3 separate regions of the Mus musculus genome follow, and all the other regions are linked to region 3. A link is a contact called in public Hi-C data. All regions are on one chromosome and are shown on one strand. The core of a region is the stretch at or near the end of the contact, and the rest is flanking DNA. Distances in the headings are between cores, read along the strand shown.

Region 1 (2,700 bases), core at 143-2,642, 450 kb before region 3:
TATGCACACAAGAGAACAGACAGATTCTGTAAGAATAATATAATGTGGACCAAATGTTAGCTAAAGATAAAAACAAAGTACACAGGGACTTATTCTTAAGACTTCTATGCTCCAAACGTGTTGGTTAGAAAACCCAGCCCATTGGTTATGCATCAATGGCCAATGAATACATCATTAAATATAGCGTACAAAGAGCAATGCACTTAGCAGATGTAAAACAATATTACTAATATGTTGTATGTGTTCAGGTTTGTCTGTTACTTTTTACAGTTCCTTTATGTTGCAGAGCAAACACAAGTCAGGCAAACTCTCTACACGGAACTCTCTCTTCATCTGTCAAAGTTGTCTTTATTGTTTGTTTAATTTGTTTCTATGAAGAATCATTTATTGCTGTTGATTTTTTTTGTTCTCACTTTCTTCAATGCAAATTGATTCTCTGCTAGCCACATCTGTCATGATGCAGACATTTAACGAACACAGGCTGCATTTGTCTTTTTATTTCCTGATCAGATTAAATTCTTGTGATTTCTAGAAATCTTAGTTATACCTGCCAGAACCTCAAACATGTTGTCTCCTAGGTGATGATATACAGTACAAGACATGCTTAACCCACCATTTTCCAAGTCTCTCCATGAAAGGAAATCTCTCCCCAGTAGTTAATTTTGAGCCCAGAGCATGAGTTTTTAAATATCTTGACTATTTTGCTCCTCAGCACAGTTTCACCACTGTTTTTTTAGCAATTATAGTACAGATTCTTCAGTGTATCGAATGTTATACTAACCACTGGAAATGATGATTTCTACTACAAAATTTTTTTCTTTTGGAAATTATTGAAAGCCTTGTCTCAAAAGAGCTTTCCCTCTCGATGTGCTTATGTGTTCATTTATGTTACTTTCATTTCCACTCCATTATTTTTTACTAATTAATGTGTCATAATCTATTAAAATCATTATTCATTTTGAAGTTTATCATGTTTAAATTTTAATTAGTCAGTGCTCTTGGATTCCCTCTTAATATTTTCTTGTTCTTTATTATTATTTTTTTTTTGCTTTAGGTACCATACCTAATATAACTTTTATTGCAAAGTATATGTTTAAAAAGTAGCACATGTAAAAATGGTACATTGACCCGAACTCAGGGAAGTGATGTTATTCACCTAAGGGTATCTCTAAGCTGATAGAATAATAAATTATATAATGTAATGTCACATATTATGCAGAATACTACTTTCAGTAGTTAAATATAGCAATAAGAAAAGGCTGTACAAATCATCTGTTGAGCATGTCTCAGTGCTCAGTGATCGTAGCAAAATCCCAGCATGGGTGGCAACTAGGTGTCATCTTTGTCTTCGAGAACAGATGCCCTCAGCAGAAAGTCAATGGAAGCTCCTTCAGTAAACAGTAGCGTAGCACCAAACCTGTCAATCATGGCAATATTGCTTATTGCTCTATACTCCAGTGGCTTCATTGCTGCCAGTGACACATAATGCTGCGGATATGAGATGAAACTCCATGGCAGTTCTTGAAATGGTGCATCAAAACTGGTGTGTACAGAAAGTACAAATGGATGCAAGCACTGCTAATGGCAAACACAGGAGTTTTGTGGTAGAGATGCAAATTCATCAACTTATACTCCAAAGAAGGAGGAGTGAAGTAAAACTAAATAGCCTGACTATTCTCTCCAAACATCCCATCAGTACATATAGCCAAAGAAAGTATAGCCATTTAAAAATACATCAAAACTGTTAGCTTGTCATATATCATTATTACTACTAGTAGCGCGTGCGCGCGTGCGTGCGTGCGTGTGTGTGTGTGTGTGTGTGTGTGTGTGTGTGTGTGTGTGTGTGTGTGATTTTCTGGTTGTGTTTAAGTCCAAGAGGTTCTCTTAATTTCTATGCCATCTGTTTCTGCAGATATTATCTGTTACATAATAAATCTACTGGTATGTTTGGAGAGTAGGTGAATTCCCGAGTGAATGGGTATTGACGTCATGGGCATAGATATGTCAAGGATCTTAAATAGCACAAACTCTTGGGAGTGGCAAAGTCTTTCCCCATATCAGACTCAGGAAATTAGCAAAACTTTCTGCTAGTTTGCATGCAGATGTTGACTGTCTGTGCAAACACTGACAACTGAAGCTTCATCCTAAGTCTGTTTGCCTTGCTTTTCTCTGTATGTGTAAGTGTGCCTTCATTCTTCTGTTACTCCTACCAGATTTCCAGGACCAAGCCATGCACGGCATGACAGGTTCCCAGGACATACAATGAGTCCTAGCACATCTATTGCTTCTAGTTTTTCAGTCCGGGACTCTTCCTTTCCATCCTTCCATTAGCTTTCCAGACATCAAAAAAGCAAGTTGGGGACCAACAATCTGATATCTTGCTAAAATATTTGTGAGCATTTTTGTACAGATTGATGCATATTTGCCTGCTCAAATTTTAACTTGATCACCAAATATTTATAGTACTACTAGGGGGCAGCAACATACTATGAAGAAGAACTAGATAGGTGAACCAAGAGGGAGGAAATGAACCAAGAGGAAATGAACCAAGAGGAACAGGGAATGATCATATAGACAACTCACACTTAGAAGCAGTAGAATTCCGAAGTGGAAGCAACCATCTGCCAGGTGAATCAGGAGAAAATATATGAGAATGCAACTTGAGCAGAGATTTAAAGGGAGAGTCTGGAAGATCAGGTT
Region 2 (2,704 bases), core at 17-2,516, 510 kb before region 3:
CAAAAAAGGAGAAAAATGTTAATTACATAGTTAACATTTGCTAATGAGGTTTAATTTTGATTATGTTGTATTATTATTCTATTTTCTTCCACTTGTTATTGACATGAAAGAATGAAGAGAGTCATCTTGCGCAGTGAATTGATAAATAGGAAATACAGTAGAGACCCAACGTATCCTCCCTTCTTATATTGCATCTCTTATAAAATCCTACTGCATGGTATTTGAAAGCAATTTTTTTCATCTCAATCAATCAATATTCAAAATTTAAGAAACGTATCCACATAGTTTAAAAATAAAAATTGAAAATGTGCTCATTTTAATAAAATCCTCTAGTTAAATTTATGTTATAATGAAAGACTGAGATATAACAGAGCCTAAAGTATGATGAGCATTAAATTATACACATTGTGTGTACACATATGTATACACTTTAGCACACACTCATATTTCTTAAATCTATTTATGTACATATATATTGTATACATACTAACATCTTCTGAGGAAGTATAGATATTTAGTTAATAGATGTGAAATATATGGCATAGAACATACCAATCAATTTATTTATCTGGTGGAATTAGTTGATATCATCTGTGATAACCAATGATTGAACCATTGAAAGTACAATTTATTTCTCAAAAAGAATTCTTAGTGAGTAGGATGACCCCACAACTCAAGACTCAGATTCAGAAAGGAACTTAGATCAAAGGACACGTTTTGGAAATGTCTCATTTACCCTTAACCTTTTACCTAATAGTTGAAGTCATTCCATGGGGCTCTAGGTTGTTAGTGACTGAAGAGGAAGAAACAAGATGATGATTTTGTCATTAGGCCAGTGTCTTACTCTCAACTAAACACTTGTCAGCATTACCCCACAATGCCAAACCATTTTACAATGATTAAAGCAAAAGAAGCAAGACGAAATCATTTCTTTGCACCAACTGCTTTGAAATTCAGTCCATTCCTGCAATGCATCTTAGGTTCAGTATCACAAAATTCTTTACTCAAAGGAATGTACTATAATTACTTTGTCTAAATCTCAGCTGCAAATATTGAACATATTTAAATAGAGAGGGGTTGCTCGGTCACAGAAAATCCATCAATAATGTAGAAAGCCTGCATTGTAAAATCAGCCCTGCTATCAGGAGGGCTTCTTTTAAAAAACCCCCAAATCCTGGCACACTGCAGTGAGCTGGGCCTGGCCTCCCGGAGGCCAATGCCAGCTGCACAGCTTAATACTCATTCTCCTTCAGCCACCCCACAGAGACTATTGGCAGCCACCTCAGAGGGGTAAAAATAAACTTGAAAGTATTTTTAACACAGCACAACAAGGCTCTGTGGAAGAAGCCTGCTGGTTACAAACAGCAGCACTTGCCTCTTACCTTTCTGTGGGTTCCATTCAAAAATACTTTCTCAATATGATCATAGTAAGCATCACACCAATATAATGTGCTGGTGTGAAAGTCCAGTGTTAAGCCATTTGGCCACAGCATCTTTGAAGTCACAAAAACCTGTCGATTGACACCATCCATCCAAGCTTTCTCAATCCTTCCCACGCTGTCATCTATTTTATCTTCCTTCCAGTCTGTCCAGTACATCCAACTAGGAAGTGAGAAACAAGAGTTTATCTCATTATCTCCAGTAGCCACCTAGAAGCACCCTCGGATTTGGTACTTCCATAAGTCAGCAGCTTGCTGATATTTTGTATATAAACTTTTCTTTCTGTAACAGTTAACTCAGGGAAGCCAAGACAAGGAAACAGCCTTGCAGCTTCACTGCAGCAAACCTACTACCAGCTACCATCCCCCAGGCTACCAAAAAAACCTTATCACCAGCCACTAAGACTTGCCTAATACATTAATGAAAACCGTGGTAAGTACCAAATATTTATTTTCTTTGAACCCTGATATTTTTATGTAGCGTTACTTTTAAATATTGTTCCATAAAATGTATTATTTGGCTCAGTGATTAAAAGGCTGACAGCTGACATGAGAATCCAGAGCACAGTTAATGATCTACTCTAGAATTTATCTAATTTCAGGTGAATTAGTGTTTTTATTTTTAGATAGGCAACTGGATTGCCTTTATTCTAAAGGTCACAGTCACATTGGCTTTATTTAGCCAGATCTAATTCATCTTCCTGATGCAAATTATCTATGCTTTATTGCTGCTTATTATTATCCCAGATCCACACAGGATGATTTAGCTGCACATAAGTTTAATAACAGGAGGTTGACTGACCTTGTGATTTTGAGCTTTTAACATCTCTCTCAAACAAAACACCTTCCTTTACAAAAGAATCTGTGTAAGCTGTAACAGTGGGGGAGGGAGCCTGGAGCTAAGGTTCCAATTCCCTCATGAATAAGGTTGAAACGCACTACATGTGTTGTTTAAGGGTCATGTGAAAGTTCCTGGGTTATTAATTAAACTGGGGCTTCATTTTGGCAACCATACACAGCTCTGAAAAGGGACCAATGCTTATCTAAGCTGGAGGTCTTAAAAAAGGCCCCCTGATGTCTTTCCCTCCTTTGTGGGAATAATTCTGACATAATTTGGAACAATTTTGAATCGAGACTAAGAAGTTTAAAAATGTTCAAATTGATAAGTAGAAGTTGAGAATATATCCTCTACTATTTTATATCAATTAAGCTTTTATCAAAATTTTTTAACCGTTGACAATGATTTTTGATTGCCTGTTGAAATG
Region 3 (2,700 bases), core at 19-2,518:
TCCTTGCTCTCTCATGTCCTACTCATTCATATCTTCTGCACCAGGATTTTTTAAATTTGCATGTGGGATGCATGCCCATATAAATGTATATGCATTATGTGTGCTTGTTCCCTGGAGTGGGCATGTGTGGGAATGTGCCACCACACAAGTGTGAGATTTTACAACAACCTTGGATTTTTTTCCAACTGGCTCTCTGCTGTTTTCTGCTATATCTTCCGTCTTTACCCCCTGCCTCTTTGTAAGGGCTCTCAGAACACATATATTGAAGTTGTGTTTGTTTATTTGTTTGTGTGTTTGTTTATTGTTGTTGTAGTTGCTTCAAGGTATTTGAACTTGGAATCTCAAATGTTCTGTGCAAGTATACTTACCCACTGGGTCATCTGCCAGCCCACAAGAAGATTTCTTTATCAATGTGGAAGTCTTCTCTATTAAAACACCATTTGAGTGTAAGCATCCTTCTCCCAGAGATAGATACCCATATAAGCATGCAATCCCTTCCTTTTCTTTTATCCATTTCCATTCCCCAAAACATACTTGTGTGAATATCATATTTGAACTCCCAGTCTTAGCAACTTCTGTGTGGATTCGGGTCTGTTTATGAAGCTCCAGAGTAGGTCTGAAATAAACCTTCTAACCCATTACTTCTCACATTCTTTCACAGATGTCAAACACTCGATTAGATATATTAGATGGATTATTACATAAAATGATTTTCTGTCTTGCCTTTGTTAGGAACTATGTTAAATAAAATCCACAAATAATGCTCATTCTGTAGAAGAGAAAGAAAGAGGTTGAAATCTAGAAATTGTTCTCTAAATCAGTAGCTGAAACTGAGAAAAGCTTGCCTGGGGAGAATCACCTACAGAGGCAAGATTTCAAGTATGTAAAAATCTGGCAAGAGTGTCAGGATTGAAGATGGATTTGGACAGGTTAAAGCTTTTTTAAAAAAAGAAATTAATGTTGCAAAAATTGCTATCAACAAAGCTTATATCCTGAGGAAAAATTAACACTGAGCATGCTTGAAAACTCATAAAATTATATTATATTTTAAGTTACATATATTACATGTAAGTATACTTGTGACAAAGGACTCTGATGATCTGAGCTCACTCTTACCTGAAAGCATCCTCGCTAAGGACTAGCTTTCAAAGTACTGCACGTTTCTATGCAAGCTGACAAGAGAGGGAAGACACCAATAGTGCTACTGCACTGTGATGGCTGTGGACCACAACAATGATCAGCATAGCAAGACTTCAGAAAGGGCACATTAGTGACATTCATTTCCTGTTGATACACAACACTTGTCTAACTGGGTTTAAGGCCTGTTCAATAGGAGTATAATTAGGCCTGGAACTGGAAACACTGCCAACTCCCCTGGCCTAGAAAACTTGTGGATTGTACAGGAGAACCACCCACTGCCATGTTATAAACTGGTATAATTCCTAACTTCATTCTCAACACATATCCTTACACCCATAGGTAAGTGTAGCTATACCTCTTATCAATTAAACTTTTCTCTGTTATAGAGATCTAGATCATTGCAGAAAATTTCAGCTGAACAGAAGGCAGAGAACACCTGATCATGACTCATAAGGCTCAGGGAACTGCCAGACTGTGTCTGCCTCAGAGTACAAGCTGCTCAGGGGAGGCAGAATGCAGGCTTAACAGGATTCCCACTCTGCGTTTCCTGGATGAGAAACAGCAGAGTCTGAGCCAGATGGTGTGGTTCCCATTCTCCCATGTACTCATGTGCCTTCAGCTTATTGCTGGGAGTTGGGAATGGGAGTCCACAGCTCCATGCTTCTTCTTCGGGCTTATAACCACCAGGTAGGAAGGAGAAGGCTGATCCCAGGATGGAGGCCTCTAAGTGAGTGATAAGTTGTGTAGGGGTTGGAAAAGAGAAGGCTTCTCTGGGAGATTTAGGCATGGATCTTTACTAAGAAGCCTCACCCCGACTCTTCACACCCCACGTGGTTTTTGATAAAAGAGAAGGTCCTTGCTTGTCTAAACTGTTTTATTTTGATGGCAGATGTGAATGCATAAATCGTACTCAGGATGAACCAAGAAAGGTTGCAGGAAAGAATGTCCAGGAAAGGAAGCTCATTGGCTGACCACTCTGGGTCTCTCTAGATACCTCATTAGCATAGAGAACTTTCAGTTTTTTGGATTTTTTTTTTTTTAGATATTTTCTTTATTTACATGTCAAATGTTATCCCCTTTCCTAGTTTCCCCTCCAAAAAAATCTCCTATCCCCTTACCCCTCCCCCTGCTCCCCAACCCACCCACTCCCACTTCCTGGCCCTGGCATTCCTCTATACTGGGGAATAGAATCTTCACAGAACTAAGAGCATCTACTCCCATTGATGGCCGGCTAGGCCATCCTCTGCTACATATGCAGCTACAGCCCACCATGTGTTTTCTTGGATTGGTGGTTTAGTCCCAGGGAGCTCTTATTTATGTCACATGCTTATGTGTTCTGTATCAGGTAATTTGGTAGGGAGCTGTCGCAATGCCTACCATTTTCAATTCTGAGATTCCCCAGGGTTCATGGAGAGATCTTCTATTCATAAATACAAAGAAACTGATTAAAGAAGGCATTCAATGTCAATGTCTGATGTATACATACATACACACACACTTAGGCATCCATGTGAGAGCACTCATATACACATGAGTGTACCCTATCATGCATTCACACAT

What was found. A called contact is a pair of places that touch in the nucleus more often than the background predicts.
Region 1: a Hi-C map of cerebellum shows a contact between it and region 3, with 1.6 times the contacts expected there. The contact joins two enhancer-like sites.
Region 2: a contact with region 3 is called in a Hi-C map of cerebellum, with 2.7 times the contacts expected there. The contact joins two enhancer-like sites. A contact is called at or near these places in 4 of 484 Hi-C or Micro-C datasets (cerebellar granule neurons and cerebellum).

What each region holds. Positions count from the first base shown.
Region 1 is chr2:41,533,394-41,536,093 of GRCm38.p6, forward strand. All of the region lies in intron 7 of Lrp1b (low density lipoprotein-related protein 1B), which reads right to left. Among named protein-coding and RNA genes, the nearest start is that of Gm30138, 240 kb to the left of the region's middle. Within about 2 kb of position 1,393, at least 2 of the 459 cell types and tissues checked have an H3K27ac peak or open chromatin away from gene starts, as enhancers often do. A contact at or near this core is called in cerebellum, where this site is marked.
Region 2 is chr2:41,469,560-41,472,263 of GRCm38.p6, forward strand. Lrp1b (low density lipoprotein-related protein 1B) reads right to left here. Exons shown (of 91, transcript NM_053011.2): 13 at 1,383-1,602. Among named protein-coding and RNA genes, the nearest start is that of Gm30138, 180 kb to the left of the region's middle. Within about 2 kb of position 1,267, at least 33 of the 459 cell types and tissues checked have an H3K27ac peak or open chromatin away from gene starts, as enhancers often do. A contact at or near this core is called in cerebellar granule neurons and cerebellum, where this site is marked.
Region 3 is chr2:41,979,168-41,981,867 of GRCm38.p6, forward strand. All of the region lies in intron 2 of Lrp1b (low density lipoprotein-related protein 1B), which reads right to left. Among named protein-coding and RNA genes, the nearest start is that of Mir6336, 470 kb to the right of the region's middle. Within about 2 kb of position 1,269, at least 23 of the 459 cell types and tissues checked have an H3K27ac peak or open chromatin away from gene starts, as enhancers often do. A contact at or near this core is called in cerebellar granule neurons and cerebellum, where this site is marked.